Regions from separate parts of the Sus scrofa genome. Here region 2 is linked to region 1. Evidence: chromatin contacts called from public Hi-C data. All regions are on one chromosome and are shown on one strand. Each heading gives the region's core, a stretch centred on a gene start, on an enhancer-like site or on the middle of the called end of the contact. The rest is flanking DNA. Distances are from core to core; before and after follow the strand shown.

Region 1 (5,883 bases), core at 764-3,263:
TACCATGGGCATGGTCTCCGAGGACAGCGACACATGTGCGAAGCCCAGCTCCCGGGCCAGCGTGCCCACCTGCTGCTCATGCTGGGCCCACCTGCGATGACGCCCAGGGCCCCTGAGCCTCCTGCCACCCCCCCCCCACAGCCGGCCACCCAGGGCCCCGCCCCAGCGGCCCACACTCACGTGTAGGAGTGCATGAGCACCACGGCCAGGCTGCGGATGCCTCGCGACAGGAGCCCCTCCAGCTTCCCACGCAGGGCCTCCAGGTCCACAGGCTGCTGCACCTCCAGCAGGTCCCCTGTGCAGCCTGCCAGGAAGCCCCCAGCTGCCCCCTCAAAGGCCTGTCAGGGCCTCCACCCGGTCCCCCCCCACCTGAGGCAGCGCACCTTTCACAGGTGTCCCAGCACCCGGCTCCCCTCGGTACAGCACCACACGCTCGTCCACTTCCAGCACCTCTTCGTACAGCATCTCGGGCATGGGCACAGCCTGAGGGTGGGCAGAGGCTCAGAGGAGGCCCAGGCCTGAAGGTCCTGGCTGAGGTCCCGGGGGTGGGGGAGCCAGGCAGTCGAGGGAGCCCAACTCAACTCCCAACAGGTTGAGTTGACTCCCCAGCAGGTCAGCCACCAGGTGCAGGAGACACTGTCAGACAGGGTGGCCACAGCAAAGCCCACCTAGGGGCCGGCTCTGCCCAGAGGCATCTTAGTGCAGCCAACTGCCCCACCCCCACAAGGGCAGCTCCTTCCCAGAACCCAGCAGTGGCGGTGAGGGTCAGGGTCCAGGATGCGACATAGTGGCAGACCAGCACGGGACAACCTGTGACCACTCAGGGCTAGGGGTGGCGCACTGTCCCGCCATGAGTGCCCAGAATCTCCTCTCTATCAGCCAGTGGCCTTGAGCTAGCACTGACCCTTCCAAAGAGTGCCCTCCCCAAGGGGCCAGGGCACCCCGGGAAATCATGAGTGGCAGAGCTGGTCACCCGATGGCGTGGGTGAGCTCACCAGGTCAAAGAGGTCCTGGCGGGCCTGGGTGCCCACATGCAGCAGGTCTCGGAAGCCTCGAGTCACCAGCAGTGCAAGTCGCTCCCCCCGCCGTTCCAGCAGCGCGTTGGTGGCCACTGTGGTGCCCATGCGGATGCTGGCGATGCGACTGGTGTCCAGCGGCTGGTCCCGTGGCAATGGCATGCCCCCCTCCTGGGAACCACAGGAACCATCAGGCCTCTGGCCCAGATGTTCCCCCACCACCACCCTGCCACTCTGCCCTGGCCACCTGCTCCAGGATGCGGCGGATGCCTTCGGTGGGGGCATCCATATAGTTGGCAGGGTCCTCTGAGAGCAGTTTCAAGACCCTCACGTGCCCCCCGGGGCACTGGGCAAAGACGTCTGTGAAGGTGCCTCCACGGTCGATGGCAAAATGGAAGCGCCCCTCTGGGACACCCATGGTGACAGGGTGGCAATCCAGCAGTGACTCTTCAGGCGGCAGTCCTGGGAGAACTGGAGGAAGGCAGTGGTCAGCAGGGGAGCCTGGAGTCATGTGCAGGTGGGGAGACATTGGGGGATTCGGCCCGGGGTGCGGCGTGCCTGGGGGAGGCAGCAAGTGCCACGCCAGGCCTAATGCCCCCATTGCCCAGATCCGGTGCGCAGGGTCAGGAGGAAACCCAGGTGGAGGCGCAGAGGGAGCCCTCGGGCTGGGGGTTCTGGCCCTTGAGGAACTAAGGGGGGGCCGGCGGGTGGGGGGTGGCAAGTGAGAGAAGGCCTGCTTCCCAACTGCTCGACCTTGGAGCAGAGGCCATGCGGGACACGGGGACGGGGCGGAGCCTGCGCAGGTGACGGGGCGGGGAGACGAGGAGGAGCGCGCGCGGGGGGCTCGCGGGGGCCGGGGCTGCAGAGGGAGAGCGGGAGGGACCCGACCCAGGGCCCACCTGGCCTGTCGGCTCCGGTCCCCCGCCGTCTGTTCGGGCTGCGCTCGCTCCGGGCCGCGCCCGCCCCCAGCCCGGAAGCGGGGCCCGCCCCCCGCCCGACCGGTCCCGGCGCGCCGGGCTCTCCCGGTTGCGTCAGGCTCGGGCTGCCCGGAGCCGCCCCCTCCTTCGGCCGCTAGCCGCCCGGAGGACGGCAGGGCGGGGCCCGAGCTGGGCCGGGGGCGGAGGGAGCTTCCAGCCCGAACCCAAGTCGGGCGGCGCTGTGCGGGAGCGGCGCTTTCCCCGCGACCCGTTCCCGGCACCTGTTCCTCCGGCCGCCCGGAGCTCGCCAAGCGTGGGTGCCCGGGGGACCTTCCTCCAGGTCCAGGGGGCAGCGGGAGCGGGCTGTCCAGCGCCAGGCAGTTGTGGGGGACAGGGCGGGGGTGACAGGGAGGGCGGAACTGAGGGGCTGAGCGAGCCCGGGAGAAGCCCCCCCCCCCCCCCCCCGCACACACACGCACACACGCGCACGCCCCAAGCGATCCTGCGACACTCGGGCTGATGTGGCCAGAGGCCTGGTCAGTCCCGTGACGGGGCGGATGGCTGCCCCTCTGCGGCCTGTTTCCCGAGACCTGAAAGCTGCTGCTGTGCCTGCCAGGCCTGAGGTGGGCTTGAGCTCTGAGGGCCTCCAGAAAAGGAGTGGTGGGGGCAGGGGGCTCCCCAAGCCCAGCAAGTGAGGGGCTGCCCGCCTGATGTACCAGGCAGACAGGGCGCTGGCTTTCCCCCGGTCCCACCCCACCTTGGACATCCCTGCTTCCTGGAGCCTTGCTGGCTCTTGAAGGAGAGGGGGGTGGGCTGCACCCAGGCAGCAACAAGGCTTGGCACTGACTGGGTGGCGTCTGGCCGCCTTGCATGATGACGGCTGAAGGGCAGCCTCCTGGCTCCCTCCCTTCAGTCCACCTGTTCTGATGTCACTTTCTCAGCGATTTCACCGTCTCCCTTCTGCACCCCGGACGAGAGACCCCCACTCCGCCCCTTGCCCCTTCCTCCGCGGCCCCTGCCAGCACCTGTCAGCACCTGCCCCACAGGAGCAGGGGTCTCCCCCTGCTTTTCACTGTCATGGCACAGCTGAGTGAGTGGCACTTGCCAGCCTCTGAGAAGACCATCCTTGGGCCCCTGGAGTGCTCACACTCACCTCTTTCAGCATTCTTGAACTTGATGGTTCGGCGCCGAGGCAGGCGAGGGCTGGCAGCCACCTCAGCCAGGAGCCCAGAGCTGCAGAAGCCCAGGCTGCTGCCCCGACTCTTGAGCACCAGCTTCAGCTCCTGGTTCTCCTGGATGAGCTGCACGAGCCGCCGAAGCTCTTCATTCTCCTGTGCCAGCCGCTGGATCTCCTGCCTCAGGCCCTCGTAGCTGCTGAGGAGGGACATGCCCAGCAGCGGTGGGTGGCAGCTGCCAGCAGCTGGCAACGCGCTGGCCAGGGACATGGGACCCCGCCATTGTGAGATCAGCAGCTGCTCCTAACCCCGGGCCTCAGCAACATTCCGGGGCTTCAGAGCCAAGGCCCCGCAGTTCTGATCACCAGGAGCAGGGTGCACCTGACCTCTGACCTTTGGCCCCCTGAGGGCCAAAGGATAAGAAAGGCCAGACCTCCCCCAGGCCAGGAATCCCTCTAGGAGGCTCCTCCTAGAGGACAGAGGTGTCTTCACCCCAGCCTAGCACAGCGGTGTAGCAGGGAGAGAGGGTCCAAGATTCAGGCTTCCCTGCCCAAACATCTGGCCACCCACTGCAGCATCCCCGCCAGCCCATGCCAGGTTGTGGGACTGGGTGACTCTGCACAGTTCCAGAGGTGGTCATGGCCAGCACAGCATCTTAAGGGGTCTCAAGCTGAGAAGACGAGGCCTGCCCTCCCCACCCGCCGTGGGTCAGGGCCATCATGTCCCTAGGCCATACCCAGGGAAGGACAGCGCCTCCAGGCCTGGTTGGTGATCTCAGTGGGAAGAAATTACGAGAAAGCTCAAGTCCATTACCACAAATGTGAAAGCTTAAAACAACACACACTCATTCTCTTCCAGTTCTAAAGGCCAGAAGTCCAAATTGAGTCTTCTGGGCTAAAGTCTAGGTGTTAGCCAGGTCATTCCTTCTGGAGGTTCCTTGCCATGTCCAGCGTCCAGCATTCCTTGGCTTGTGGCTGTATCACTCTGATCTCTGCCTCCAAAGTCAGCCTCCTCTCCTCTCTCTCTCTTTTTTGTTTTTTGGGCCTCGCCCATAGTATGTGGAAGTTCCTGGGCCAGGGGTGAACCCAAACCACAGCAGTGGTCCAAGCCGCTTCCGCCACAAGGTGGGAACCGTAACCCACTGTGCCATCGGGGAACTCCTTCCCTCTTCTTCTCTTCTTCTTTCTCGTCTTTCCGTCTCTTCTAGGGCTGCACCTGCGGCATGTGGAGGTTCCCAGGCTAGGAGTCTAATCAGAGCTGTAGCCACCGGCTTACGCCAGAGCCACAGCAATGCCAGATCCAAGCCGCATCTGTGACATACACCACAGCTCACGGCAACGCTGGATCGTTGACCCACTGAGCGAGGCCAAAGATCGAACCCGCGACCTCATGGTTCCTCGTCGGATTTGTTAACCACTGCGCCGTGACGGGAGCTCCTCTGCTTCGTTTCTGTAACCAAAGACCCGCCCTTCAGGGTCACTCAGGGTTATACCTGGGTCCTCCAGGGCACTTTCTCTTTCTCAAAATCCTCATCTTCGTTATGCCTGCAAAGTGTGTTTTTTGCCATGTGTGGTAATGTTCACAGCCTTCGGGAACTGGCACCGGCTATCTCTAGGGGGTACTCCTCAGCCCGTTACACTGGCTGGACATGGGGCGGTGACCCCAACTGCACGGGATTCATCAGCAGAGGACAGCACCTCACTGGCTTGGGGCGGCTGAGCCCTAAGCTGTGCTGACTCGGATGTGACTTCTGGAAAGCCAGGCTTAAATGTGAGAACCCGCGTGGGGGGAGGTGCTGAGTGGTGACATGAGAAGCTGCTGCGGAGGGGCAAACGTCACAGACCTGGTCCTGACGAGCCATTGGACGGATGAATTAACAAAACAGCAAGAACAACAAGCCCAAGGAGGGACTGGCTGACCATAATCCGGAGTGGCTAGACTAGACCACCGAAAATGTCCGCTCTTAAGCAAAACGTCATGAGACATTAAACGAAACGACAGCATGACCGTCGCACAGGCGGGGCAGGCGGGAGTAGCTGCCTTTGGAAGGGCCCAGGTTTGGACTTCGTAGACAGAGATGTCCAAGCTTTGCTTATACCAAGGCCCATGAGAAGCTGCAGTGGTAGGTGGTGGCTCGGCAAGGGTCCCACTGCCACCGCAAACCCCCACCTGCAGCAGCAGACACCGCCCTCGGGCCCCTTCCACCAAACTGCTCCCCCCGCCCCGTTATGGGCACGACTTTTGCCCTCCCTGCGCACGCACGGCCCCTCTGCCAGCACTGCCATCCTGGGCTTACCGAAGGCCTTGCCTCCCGCTGGACACGGCTGTGCTCTGAGGACGGGTGGCTGTGCGCTCACGACCCTGGCCCTCACAGGTCTTCCCAAATTCCCTGCCGGCCTCCTGGAATGCTGAAAGTCTGCCGAAGGCCCTGCCGTGTTGCCAAATGGCTGCGGGCCCCTCTCGGGGAGGGACACTGCTGAGACGCATCAGTGCTGCCCGCGGGGGTCTGGGGTCCAGGGACATGGTCACTCGGATGTCGTGAGGCTCAGCGCAGGGCGCTTCCAGGCCAGGCCCCAGCACAACCTTCACAGGGCTGCACGTTTGGAACATTCGCCAGAGTAAACAGTCCAGTCGCAGTCCAGACTGTCCCTTCCCACGGCCACCTGCTTTCAGCCACTCCTCCCTGCAGCATGGAACGGGAGGGGCGCTGGGGAACCCGTTCAGGGCAGCTGAGCTGGGCGTCTGTTTAGCTTGTGTAAGGCGGGCACAGGCACG
Region 2 (6,092 bases), core at 3,521-6,020, 59 kb before region 1:
CCTCCACCCAGAGGTGCAGTGGTCGCCTCCCGGAGAGCGGCAGTGGTGCTGCTGCTGCTGCTGCTGGGTGCGGCCTGGTGTGGGAAGAGCCTGGGGGTCTGCATTTCTCCGGGCCCAACCCCCCCAGTTTTGTGCATCAGGTCAAGAGGGCCGCCCAGCTCTCAGCCGCCAGGACGCGTCCTCGGCCAGGCACTCAGCTCCACGGCTCTCTCACAGCTTCTTCGCTTCGGGAGCCAGCGCCTTCTCAGACGCGGCCCTTCCTCTCCCCGGTGACCCTTGCCTCCGGGCACCGCCCTCACACTTGCTCCTGGGCAGACCAGGCGGCAAGGCTCCTCCCCAGTGCCTCCTTCTGGCCAGGCAGACACTCTAGACCGGGCTGCCTCCAGCATCCCCTGTTGCCTTGCCAGCCTCGCCTCCTCAGCCTCTTCTCCCTTCCTGCCTGGACAGCCAGGGCTCCTGGGGCTCCCAGAGTTTCATTATACCCCCACTGCCAGTTGTTCGCACCCTTTTCTGAAACACACGTGTGCTCGGAGTTGCCACATCTCGAAGGTGAAAGCGTAGGAGGAGGCTGCCCCGCTGGGGCAAGCCTTCTTGCAGCTGGAGCAGCCCTGGGTCCGATGCGCGGACTGCGTAATCCTCACAGTAGCCCCTAGATGGCATCACCACCCCGTGCTCCAGAGGCGGAAACTGGCTCTAACTGGCACAGTGGGACCTGTGCGGGGACTGCATCCTCCCCAGCCTCTGCAGCCCTCTGCCTCCCCGTCCCAGAATTGTGAACACCCTTCAGGCAGGGAACGGGGCTGGGGAGTCCCAGGGTCCCCTGCCCCCCTCCGTTTCCAGCCTACAGGGCAACTTCTGGCTGCTGACCCTGACACGGGCAGGGTGACGGCCCACGCGCTCTACAAGGCAAAATGGTGCCAGGAGCCCAGGAGGCCAGAGGCCGGCAAGACGGAGCGTGGACTCACCCGGACAACAAGGATCTTGCCGTGGGCCGCGTCCAGGGTGTCGTAGAAAGCCTGCACCACCGTCTGGAACTCCCTGCTGCTCTCGGCCAGTCGCTCCAGGCTGCCCAAGGGCTCCCTGGGCCTCTGCGGTGGCCCTGACACACAGGGCGAAAGGGAGTGCAGGCCATGCCGGGGCTCCCGTCCCTGGTAGCTGGCCTACCCCACCCTTCTCCAGTCTGGGCTGCAGACTCACAAGTGGGGCCCAGAGTTGCCAAGAGAAAGGCCAGACTCTGATCCCGGGGGCCAGCCAGCAGCGCTGCTAAGTGGCGGGCAGCTCGTGTGGGTTGGGCCCCAAAGCCACGGAAGACAGTGTGGTCGCCACGAAGGGCAACACTCACGCCGTGGCACCGCCCCAGGCGGGCGCACAGCTCTGCGGGCAGCATGCAGCCCTGGGGCGCCACCGTCTCCTCCCGGAGGTGCACCTCCAACGCAGCCTCCAGTGCCCGGTCCAGCTCGTCCAGATCCTGCTCAAAGGCCACATGCACCACCAGCTGGGCGCAGCCGCCAGGCCCCTGGCCCTCGTGCTCTCCTTCCTCTAACCAGGGTGGTTCCAGCAGAGAGAGGGCCAGGGCTCGCTGGAGGGCCACAGCCTCCTCTCGCTCAGCCACCTGGTCTTGTGGCTCCAGAGACTGGTAAAGAGCCAGCTGCAGGGCGGCCTCCTCCTCCAGCGGCCCAGGCACCCCCGTGCCTGGGGCCACTGGCCCCTCGCCAGCCCTGGGAGTCACAGCCTCCTCCTCTTCCTCTTCCTCTGGCCGCCCCTCAGGCTCCTCCTCCCCCAGCACCAGCGGCAGCCTCTCTTCCCCCTCCAGGCCCTCCAGGGTGGCCAGCAGCTCTTGGACCTCCTCTGTGGGCGGGGAGATGCACTGGGTCAGGAGTCGGGCCCAGCCAGGATGGAGCTGGGGGACAGGAGGAGTCAGGGGGCCAGTGGAAGATGGAGGAAGGGGTTAGAGGGCATCTGGTCACCAGGCAGGTGGGAGTGGAGGGCAGCATGGAGGGTGAGGTCAAGAAAGGACCACAGGAGGTGCTGGGGGTCCCCAGGAGCCCTACCGAGGCTGACATTCTCCTGGTCACGTCCCGCGTCATCTGGAGGCCCCAGGGCGCGGGGGTCCACCTGATGGGGGAGAATGTCAGCGCCCGCCAGGCACACCCCTCCCGGGCCTCCCAGGGAGGGCGAAGGGGGCACCGGGGCTGAGGTGTGAGGAAGGGGAGGCGGGATGGGCTGCAACTCTACCTCCTCAGGGTCCGTGTGGAGGGCGGCCCTGGCCAGATGCTCTGTCCCAAAGACACACTGAAACTGAGCCTCCAACCCACGGAGGAGGTGCTGCCCCTCTGGGCTCAGCAGGAACCCGGCACTGCCTGGGTGCTTCAGGCTCAGCACATGACAGCTGATGCTGCCAAGCAGACTTTGCAGAAACTCCTCGGCCGCCCGGCACGGGCCCGGGGCTCCGCAGAGCTGCAGGATCACAGGGAGGGGCTGTGCGCAGGTTTAGGGCAGAGGAAAGGAACCCAGAGCCCCTAGTGGGAGGGGTCAGAGGGCAAACGGTGAGGAATCCTCAGGAGTCACTCACTCGAAATCCAGTCGTATCTGATCCCTCGAGTGGGAAGAGGGCGACGTCTCCCAGGCCAGCAAGAAGGTCCTCATGATAGAGCTGTAGGAAGCGCATTGCTCCCGGCTCCATCGGCAGCACCGTGTCCATCGGGCCCTCCTGCCCCGGTGACCCCACAGGCCCCAGGCTCACCGACTCCACCTGCTCCGGAGAGCCCATGGTGTTCTCCACTGGGCCTGGAGAGCCCCCAGGCCCCGGGCCTACCAGCCCCGCCTGCTCTGAAGACTCCATAGGCCCCGAGCTGATGGGCCCGGCCGGTCCCAGTGAGGACCTGCGCCAGGGAGAACCTGTCCTCACAGAAGCTCCTGACGGCCCTGGTGCCTCCTCCGAGCCCAATGTCACAGGCCCTGCACAACTCTGGGCCCTCGTGGGCCTTCCAGCCTCCGGGAGAGCATGCTCGGGGGCCCCGGGGCCCAACGCAGCCAGGTGGCTCCCTCCACGGGTGTCCTCAGCAAGCTCCTCCGGCTCCAGCACTTCATAGTGGGGGACAAGGCTCAGCTCTGAGCCCTGTAGCCGGTGGTCCCGCTGCAGCACCCGTTCAGCCGCTTGGAGGAAGGGAAAGGACAGAAGGAGTCAGGGCTCCAAGGCACAGGGAGGGGTGGGCCCGGTCCACCCAGCCCCACTCACCCTGCCACTGCTGGAAGGAGGCGACGGTGCCCAGGGTCCCCGGCAGCCTGCGCAAGCCTTCCAGGGGCCCCCCACCACTGCGGCGCTCGTTCTCCAGGTACAGCTCCAACAGCAGCGGGTCCGCAGCGGGGCTGCCCCCCACTACACGCACCGCTCGGGCCTGGGGCACCCAGGCCAGGGATACCTCCGCCCCCTCCAGGCCCACGGCCCGCGCCCGCTCCGCCAGCACGCGGAACTCTGTGGGGAGGGTGTAAGTCAGCTCAGAGCCTCTCCCCTAACAGGCACCTCTGCCCCCATCCCGCCTCTCACCTGCCTCAGAAAGGGGCTTGGGCAGCTGGACCAGGGCCCGGTCTGGTCGGGGACTGGCCAGGGCACGGCAGGGCTGCTCAGGGTGACCTGTGGCACGAAGCAAGGCTTGGACGTGCTGCTCCAGGCGCTGGGGTGCGAGGCCGGGAGGCAGTGCCTGGAGGAGCAGGCGCGCAGGGGCGCGGGGCGGGGCGGGCCGCAGGCTCAGCCGGGCACCGCACAGAGTGTGCTCCTCCTGGGCCAGGACCCTCGCTGCATCTGCGGCCAGGGCAAAGGGGGCTGTCAGGCCGGAAGGCCGGCCGGGGAGCCCGCCTGCCCCTTTCCGTCCATGCCCTCACCTGCAGGCTCCCGAAAGCTGAGTATGCCCCCAGGGCCAAGTCTCTGCCAGCTCAACACAGGTCCACCCCCAGAGCTCCTGCGGTTCTCAAAGTAGAGCATGAGCAGCTCCTCGGGGACATCGGGGGTCAGCCCGCTGACTTCCACCACTGTCCCCACCTCCCCCATCGCAACCCTGGGGCCAGAAGAGAGGGTAGGGTGGCAGCCCCGCAGTCCGGCTGCTCCCCCCAGCCCCCTCCCCCTTGGCAGTGTCCCCTGGCCCGCCCAGCCCGTGCCTTCAGCCCAGACCCCTCCTCCCCAGCCCTGAAGCAGAAGGCCAGGGACGCAAAAGCAAAAGTGAAACTGTTGCAGGAAGAGAGGGAGGGAGGGGCCTGCAGTGCTGGGGCTGAGAGGCTGCCTCTCAGGCCCTGCCTGCTGAATGTTCCAGCCCCACCCCCCAGGTCCTCAGCCCAGCCCACGAGCCCCATCTGCCCCACCCCAGCCTGGTGCCGCCAGGGTGGGGGAAGTGGCTCCTGGAGGTCCTCCACTCCCCACGGGCCCTTCCCTGTCAACCTCAAAACGGCCAATCACCCTCCCTACTGGGCCCGGCTGGGGACTTGGGTCAAGGACCTCAAGCCTCTGCGTGGCCCTCCTCCACCGCCTGAGCACCTTGGGTCCCCAGGCCAGGCCCCGGCTGAGGCCGGCTTTGGACTCTTCCGGCAGCCTTCGCGACTGCATCGCTCACGCTTAAACAACTAGCAGGTGGCCACACCTCCAACTTGTGGGTGCTGAGGGTGAGCAGCTTCCGCTCTTGACCTACAGGAGCTTCTGCCCCAGTGCCTTCCTGCTGCTCCCCGCACTCCCCTCCTGTGGCTCTCTCCAGTCCGTGCACCTGCCCAGCCTTCCCAGCCGATGTTGTCATCACCACCACACCACCAAGGCTAACCCCAGAAGGAGCAGGCACACTGCTGGGCCGACATGCCTGGCTGCAGCAAATCCTATCACAGGAGTTCTCGTTGTGGCTCAGAGTGCTAAGGACCCCCGTGTCTCAGCGAAGATTCGGGTTCAATCCCTGGCCTCGCTCAGGGCACTAAGGATCTGGCGTCGTCATAAGCTATGGCATAGGCTACAGGTGTGGCTTGGACCTGGTATTGCCATGGCTGTGGCGTAGGCCTCGGCTGCAGCTCTGGTTCGACCCCTAGCCTGGGAACTTCCGTATGCCACGGGTGTGACCCTAAAAGGAAAAAATCCTCATCGCAGAAGAGAAGGAGGCAGGGATAGGACCCACGGCAGCGCGGAGCCGCACACACAGGCTGCGCCTTTAGAACCCACGCGCCCCTTGTCATTGAACCTGCCCATTGCCTGGATCCATTTGCTTCCAGCCTCTCAAAGAGTCGCGCCTACCACTGCTCCCCATCTCCCCCACTGACCCCTCAGCCACTAAAAGCCAGCCTCCACCCCAGCTACTTCTCCAAGGGATTGAGCACCTGTCCAGCCTATAGCCTGAGCTGTCCGGCCGACACTTCGGTTGTCCCTACCGTAGTCTGAGCCGCCGTCATCTCTCGTCGGGATCACTATGCTAACCTCTTAACTGACCTCTCTCTGCCACTCCTGCCCACACCCTCTGCCCACTGTCATTCTCCACAGAGGGCAAAGTGAACCTTGTGAAGTGGCACCAAGGGCTGCGACAACTCAGACCATGGTAAAGCCAGAGTCCTTTGGCGGACCCGCCAGGCTGGACTGACCGGGCCCTGGTCTCTGGTCTGGCCGCGTGCCCTCAGCTCCGTCGGCCAGTGCAGCAGACCCTCCCACCTCGGGACCCTTGCACTGGCCCTTCCCTCTTCTTGCACCAGCCTTTCCTATGGGGCCACCGGGACACCCCTCCCCCTGACTCACCTTACCAGGCTCTTAGTGGCAGATTTAACCTGAACCTAAAAGTCTTCAAGGACCTGGGACTTGCATGAGCCCTGACTTCATATTTGTTTTTGTTTGTTTGTTGTCTTTTTAGGGCCACACCCACAGCATATGGAGGTTCCCAGGCTAGGGGTCGAATCGGAGCTGCAGCTGCCAGCCTACACCACAGCCACAGCAATCGAGGTCCAAGCCGTGTCTGTGACCTACACCACAGCTCACGGCAACGCCGGATCCTTAACCCACTGAGCAAGGCCAGGGATCGAACCTGCATCCTCATGGATGCTAGTTGGGTTCGTTAACCACTGAGTCACTACGAGAA

What was found. A called contact is a pair of places that touch in the nucleus more often than the background predicts.
Region 2: a contact with region 1 is called in a Hi-C map of liver, with 1.6 times the contacts expected there. The contact joins the promoter of PARP10 here to the promoter of OPLAH in region 1. A contact is called at or near these places in 3 of 5 promoter capture datasets (fetal liver, fetal skeletal muscle and liver), 12 of 47 Hi-C or Micro-C datasets (alveolar macrophages, brain, embryonic fibroblasts and 7 more) and 2 of 2 datasets of contacts at active chromatin or transcription factors (alveolar macrophages and skeletal muscle).

The regions. Positions count from the first base shown.
Region 1 is chr4:626,031-631,913 of Sscrofa11.1, reverse strand. OPLAH (5-oxoprolinase) reads right to left here and starts at 2,013. Exons shown (of 28, transcript XM_021090413.1): 1 at 1,916-2,013; 2 at 1,264-1,487; 3 at 996-1,187; 4 at 384-483; 5 at 181-304; 6 at 1-91. The coding sequence starts at 1,434.
Region 2 is chr4:687,189-693,280 of Sscrofa11.1, reverse strand. PARP10 (poly [ADP-ribose] polymerase 10) reads right to left here and starts at 4,770. Exons shown (of 11, transcript XM_003125470.6): 1 at 3,883-4,770; 2 at 3,548-3,802; 3 at 3,239-3,475; 4 at 2,573-3,156; 5 at 2,236-2,457; 6 at 2,052-2,115; 7 at 1,198-1,848; 8 at 966-1,099. The coding sequence starts at 4,048.